Regions from separate parts of the Sus scrofa genome. Here region 1 is linked to region 2. The links are chromatin contacts, called in public Hi-C maps. All regions are on one chromosome and are shown on one strand. Each heading gives the region's core, a stretch centred on a gene start, on an enhancer-like site or on the middle of the called end of the contact. The rest is flanking DNA. Distances are from core to core; before and after follow the strand shown.

The links. Hi-C and Micro-C count contacts between places; a contact is called where the count stands out from the background.
Region 1: a contact with region 2 is called in a Hi-C map of skeletal muscle, with 12 times the contacts expected there. The contact joins two enhancer-like sites. A contact is called at or near these places in 3 of 5 promoter capture datasets (fetal liver, fetal skeletal muscle and liver), 14 of 47 Hi-C or Micro-C datasets (alveolar macrophages, brain, embryonic fibroblasts and 9 more) and 1 of 2 datasets of contacts at active chromatin or transcription factors (skeletal muscle).

Annotation. Positions count from the first base shown.
Region 1 is chr14:71,711,586-71,714,483 of Sscrofa11.1, reverse strand. All of the region lies in intron 1 of TET1 (tet methylcytosine dioxygenase 1), which reads right to left. Among named protein-coding and RNA genes, the nearest start is that of TET1, 37 kb to the right of the region's middle. Within about 2 kb of position 1,338, at least 72 of the 83 cell types and tissues checked have an H3K27ac peak or open chromatin away from gene starts, as enhancers often do. A contact at or near this core is called in epiblast stem cells, fetal liver, fetal skeletal muscle and 5 more, where this site is marked.
Region 2 is chr14:71,664,069-71,667,192 of Sscrofa11.1, reverse strand. No RefSeq gene overlaps it. Among named protein-coding and RNA genes, the nearest start is that of TET1, 10 kb to the left of the region's middle. Within about 2 kb of position 1,437, at least 58 of the 83 cell types and tissues checked have an H3K27ac peak or open chromatin away from gene starts, as enhancers often do. A contact at or near this core is called in epiblast stem cells, fetal liver, fetal skeletal muscle and 5 more, where this site is marked.

The sequences.
Region 1 (2,898 bases), core at 89-2,588, 47 kb before region 2:
TATAATAGCAATATACAACTTGAAACCTTTAACACCTATGTGCTAAACTAAAGCTAGCTTTGAACTTTTAGTAATGCCATATGCTTTTAAATTAACCCTTTTAACTACTGTACAAAGCTCATGACACAAATGGCTAGCTTATAATTGAATTAAGTAACTACTAAATACTCATTAGGCAAACTACTGAAAATAAAAAAATATATGCACATTCCTAGAGCTCCTTGAATGCCAAAACTAAAGGTGATATAATGAGATTAAGCAATTGTAATTTGGCTGTAAAATCTCAATGGCTTACATATTTTAAGTTGAACTAAAACCTCCAAGAACCTTTTCCTTTGGAAAGAAAAATAACACATTTTAAAATAGTATCTAATGGAAGGTCTGTTAAAATCACAATGGATTATAGCTGTCAACTTTAAATAGTGTCTTTCTCCTTAAGAGCTTAAGTTTACACACTGGTGCAGCACCACAAATGCAGATGCTACAAAGGGAGCTACCAAAAAACCCACAAATTTTATTCACAACACTTTGCATATAAAGTTTTCCTTCTGCAGACTTGTGTGGAGTTGAAAATAAAGGATGCTAATATGCACATTATGCAGCACATCAAAAAAGAGAGAGAGAGAGAAAAAAAAACACTTTAGTTGAGTAAAAATTCATTAATCTACTGAAAATCCAGGAGAATTCACATCCACTACTCCAAATTTACCCCTAAGTGACAGAAAAATACTATATGAAATGGAAAAAAATAAATATGATTTAATCAATAGCTGATTACCTTTAAAACTTTGGGCTTCTTTTCCCTCTGGGGCCTCTTGTTTTCCTTTATAACCTAAAAAAAATCAAATTGCAAAATGAGCCTCCGTTTAAGAGAAAAAATTAGCTCCCACCCCCCCAAAATTTTTGGCTATTTCTCTATAAAACTACTTAGACCATCTAAAATCATCAACATGTTTGCTAGGCAGAACCTAAAGAGCTTATGTAAAATGTATATTTTAAAAGTCACTGAAAAAAAGCCTTGCATAAAGATGAAGTAGGGAAATACCCTTTTTTCCCCTTAAAGTCTGTCTTAATTAGCCTCTGCATTCTTCACAGCGAAGCCCACGAGGTAGCCATCTTGCTTGCTTCTGCAGAGGAAGCCTCTACAGTGGAACAGTTCTGCAAACTGCTTTTTGGTATTATTATCATGGTGTTTAAAGGCAGCCCTGGCCTGCCAGCACTGTAGACGTGCTGGGCATGCCTTTTGCAAAAACAGCCCCACAAAGAGTGCAGCCAATGGCAATGCAGAGCTTAGAAACTCCAAAGTGATCTCTGCCTAGCCTTCCTAGACAAAGGATCTCCTGTGCAGCTCCGCTCTCACCACAGGACACAGGCAGCCACAAGCTGCGACATGGAGTTCTCTGCAGAGGATCTGGTCGCGCCGAAATCACAGGAGGCTTCAGCAAAAACAATGCACACAAATCCCCCAGGTCTCCACCATCGGATCGATGGCGGAGTCTCCCTGATTAGTAACCTCTGGGTGGCTCCGAGGGCAGGTCTGCACGGGGTGGGGGGAGGGGTGCGAGGCCCTGCCTCCAACGTACAGGAGATATAACCGAGCTGAGGGGGGCATTTGGGCTTGCTGAAACTCTGGAAGGTATTGTGCATTTTTACTTTATAAGGCAAGGCTAAATATTGGCGATATTTAAGGCAGGGAGGTTATATGAGGACAGTGTAGGCTCAGCTGTTGGGCTGCGTGTCTCATTCCTCGGGAACCACACCTCTTTGCAGCAGGCGCTTTGCCCAGAAACACAGCAATTTGATTTCTGTCAATAAATGTCCAGTGACAAAGGCGGATTAAAAAATAATAATAAGGCCACTTAAAAGGAAAAGGACAGGCTGAGGACAAGGAGGGGGGAGGAGTTTTCAAAATACATTTGCCACTCTGAGTGGCTGGAGATTTCAAAAACATTTCTTTCTCTTGTTCTGGACATTTCTGATGACCTTCATCTCCCAAAGAAATCCATCCCTTCCAGAAGGCAGACTTAGACCTCTGGGGCAGAAGGGGCACTTTTGGCTCCTCTGTCTCCCAAGATCATCAATTGTCACTGAGCATCTCTCCACAGAGCTGCCAAGCAGGTTTCCACGTGGAGCCTGCCTGCGCACAGGCTGATGGTCAGACAGAGCCACTTACTTCCCAGAGATGGGGAGCTGAGCCAGCGGCGAAACAAGCAGCCACCCACAGTCACACACCTGGATGGCCCCCATGCCCAGTGGGTGGTAGGCACTGGGAGAGCCGGGCACCACAGTTGGGACTTGCCAGACCCTGGGAATGACAGAGCCAGAGGAGTTTAGCTCCCTCCCTTCAGTCTCCAGGACATGCAACAGTGGCAGCGGAGGAAGAACCAGGACAGCTGTTTGAGCTGGCAGGTCTCAAGGTCACTGCCAAAATGCAGTGCAGAGGCCAGTCACAGTCCCATCACAGCCACCTTGACAGCTGCACAGATCTTGGGAAGACATCCTCACAGGGCCAGAGTTTCAGCGGCACATTTGGGGGATTGGCAAGAGGGCCTCTCTGGCTGCTCAGCCAAAGATAGGTTTTCCACTTGCAGTTGGATTCAGAACAGATTCCCACAACCAGAAATCAGGAACAGAGTGAGGGCCGGAAAGCCTGTATTTCATCACCCTTGATTCCCAGACTTTCGGTTTGCCACAAAAGCACGCTTCTCTTGTTGGAATGGGAAGTGCAACATGTATTGTTTTCCCACTTTAAACTACCTCTCCCTCATGCACCCACCCTCAAACTTTTTAACAAATGTGAGAAACATGCAAAACCAGTGGATCCTAACCTCACCACATCCACCATGGCAACTTCAAGTACACTGAACCCACACTAAAAAGCTCTCTGCGGGGGATAAA
Region 2 (3,124 bases), core at 188-2,687:
AATATATGGATTGCTCACAGCCCTTAGACGCCGAATCCTTTGGGAGTGTGGGTGAGAGGGAGGGATGGGAGGGAAGGAAGAGAGGAGAGAGGGAGAGAAATCTAGCCCAGTCCCTCCCCCCGACACGTGAAGTGGCAGCGGCCCCTGCCACCTCCGGCCCCAGCCCCTCACGTGCCGCACGGCGGGTCCCCGCACCCCAGCTCTGCGCACTTCCCACCCTTGGAGGGAAGTGGGACCGATGCGAAGGCAAGCCAGCGCGTTCCGCAACCGAGCAGCGCACATCGGAGTTTTTAGAAGGTCATTTTGACAGAACACTATTCTCTTCCCTACTCTCTTCTTCCCGGATTGGCTTAATTCCGGGTCAACCTCTGGCAAGACTCCCCTACTACCTTCACTCCAAAACTTCCGTCCCTGAAGCCCCCTCCCCGAAAGGAGACAAGTGCCAAATGTTTTCCCAACGAAGCGGCCCCCTATATGAGCATGGGGAAGGGAGAAAGCTTGTCTGGGGATATGCTCCAGCAAGGGTCAGCCCAGGCTCCCCATCAGAAACTTGACCAAACTCTTCCCCTTCCTCAGCCGGAGTCACCCGGACCTCGGATTCTCCTAAGAGGATCATTAGCGCGCACAGTCCGGGATCTCCCCAGGCCACACTTGCCCTCCCCAATCCGGTTTCCAGCGGGGCCCAGGGTCCTAGCCCAGGGCGCCCCCGCTCTCCCCACCCTGTGCAGCAGCCCGGCCTCGGGGCTGGCGGCAGCGTCCTCCGGCCAGGGGCATTGTTTACCACCCGCAACAAAAGCGCCCCAAGCGGCCCTGGGCGGGGGGTCGCCGCGGGGAGCGGGCCCACCCTGAAGCTCCGGTGGACCCTAGGACGCCGAGCCCCAGCCCTCGTCCAGCCCCAGCAGTTCACTGCCCCTCGCCACCCCTTCCGGCCTCGGCGTACGGTCTCCGGACCCCTGCCCTCTGCCCCGGCTCCAACTCACCACTGGCCCACTCAGGCTCCGAGGGCAGCGCGGGTCCCCCGAGCTCCAAGCCTGTACTAGCCCTCAGGCAAACTTTCCAACTTGCGCTGGTCCCCAAAAACTTCGGAGCCCCGGGGCCCCGGCGAGCGCGAAAGGCGCGGGCGGGCCCGGGGCGGACACCTACCGGCCGCCTGGCAGGGTCAGGGCCCGAGCCCCCGGAGTGGGCGGCTGCTTCCCAAAGGTCCACAGTGAAGAGGCAGGTAGAGTTGCATGACTGGGGCGGGGCAGGGGGCGTCCCGGGGGGGCAGACCCTGGAGCAGAGGGGCCCAGCCGCTGCGCTCACAAAGCGGCGCGGGAGCAGACTGCTCTTCCACTCCCCGCCAGGTCAGCCCCCCGGAGTAGCAGTGTCTCCCCAGGACAGACCTCGGGGAGTGAAGCTCTGCCTTCCCTGGACCCTGCACCGCTGAGAGAGAGGCAAAACGCGAGCTGGATTTCCCCAAACTGGAGCTGGACTCCCCTCTCGACCCTTACCCCGCCCCCTTGGCCCTCCTCCGGCCCAATTTTTTTTTTTTTTTTTTTTTTAGGTCAAAGGAAAATGTTGGAGAGGGAGAGGAGGGGGTGAGGTGTCAAGGTTTTCTTGTCATTATCTTTTTTCCTAGGGGCTGTCGGGCTGAGAGAAAAGTTTTAGGGGCTCTAAATGGATGTTTGTAGATACATTAACGGGATGCCTGGTCAGGGATGACACCATCGAGCAATATCTGGGTCGCAAGCAATGGAAAACTGCCCTCAGCACCTAAGAGAGAAGCCAGAGGAGGGTTGTGTTCCCTGACTCAGAGCTTGATGTCTGCAAAGGTCATCATAACATTTTTGTTAGTTATATGCCCCTGTACCTTGGCGGTAATTCACTTTACGGAGGAAGAAATGAAGGCACGAGAAGAAGTAAGTTTTCATCATTAGGAGGAATAACCAGTGGCATTACCCCAAAAGACTGACTGAGGCATCTCAATTTCTCCTGAAATGTTTGATGACTGTTGTTTCTTCCAGCAGTCAGTTATTAAACAGCAATAGGAACCTAGATCTTTAATGGAGTCACTGTGGTAAGGAAAATGCTGTTCATGGAACAATCATTCCTCCCAGGTCAAACGTCAACAGAAGAGAAAGACTCATTCTATTATTGCCTTTCACACTATTCTACCCCCGTTTTGCACATCATTTTTATTCTTTGTTGTATCTGTTTTAATAAGCATAACCAGATTGCTCTTTTGAAAAAGATGCCTAAACTTTTAACCTTCCTCATTGATTGATTAATTCAAGTTTATTCTTGAGCTAGGATCTAGGCATACAGTTAAGTAAAATTTGCCTCATACCCAGGAGGAACACACATTCCGGGTTGGCAAGCAGAACAAATTAGTGATTGCCCTACAGTGTTTTCAGTGCTACAGTCAGAAAACTTGATTGGAGAAAGAAATGTGGTGTTTAAAATAAATGTTATTTGTAAAAATGGACTCTTCTCAGTCAATGTTTCCAAAAGCCTGATTGTTAATATCTTGTCAGACAAAATCTCCTAGGACCTAACTGAACAGAATATTGAGAGAATGTGACTCAAAACTTGATTTTCTTAAGGCAACAAAAGGAGAAAGACTGTCATGGACTAGCAATATCCTGGCTTTTGCTAATTAATTGAAATTAGTAACTTTTAAAAGTACAGCATTGAGAAAATCACAAAGATGTAGAAAAATATCCATGGCAATGCTCATTCTCTTAATTCCATCCAAGTTAGTTGAGTCCATACTACTTATCAGACACAGTTCCTTACTTTGGGGAAAATCTCTGCCCTTGTAATGCTGCATTCAATCATGGAAGGAGGTGAGGACAGACAACAAAGAAGGCTAGAAAGCAGGGAGTACTGGGAAAGGCTGAAAGGGTTTTCTATATTCTTTTTCTTTTTCTAAGGAAATATTGTATTAAAAACAAGAATGGGGGTTCCTATTGTGGCACAGAGGGTTAAGAACCTGACTAGTATCCTGTAAGGATGCAGGTTTAGTCCTTGGCCTCACTCAGTGGGTTAAGGATCCATTGCCCCAAGCTGTGGAATAAGTTGCAAATGTGGCTCGGGGCTTGGATTCAGTGTGACCCCCCTAGTCAGGGAACTTCCAGTCCTAAAA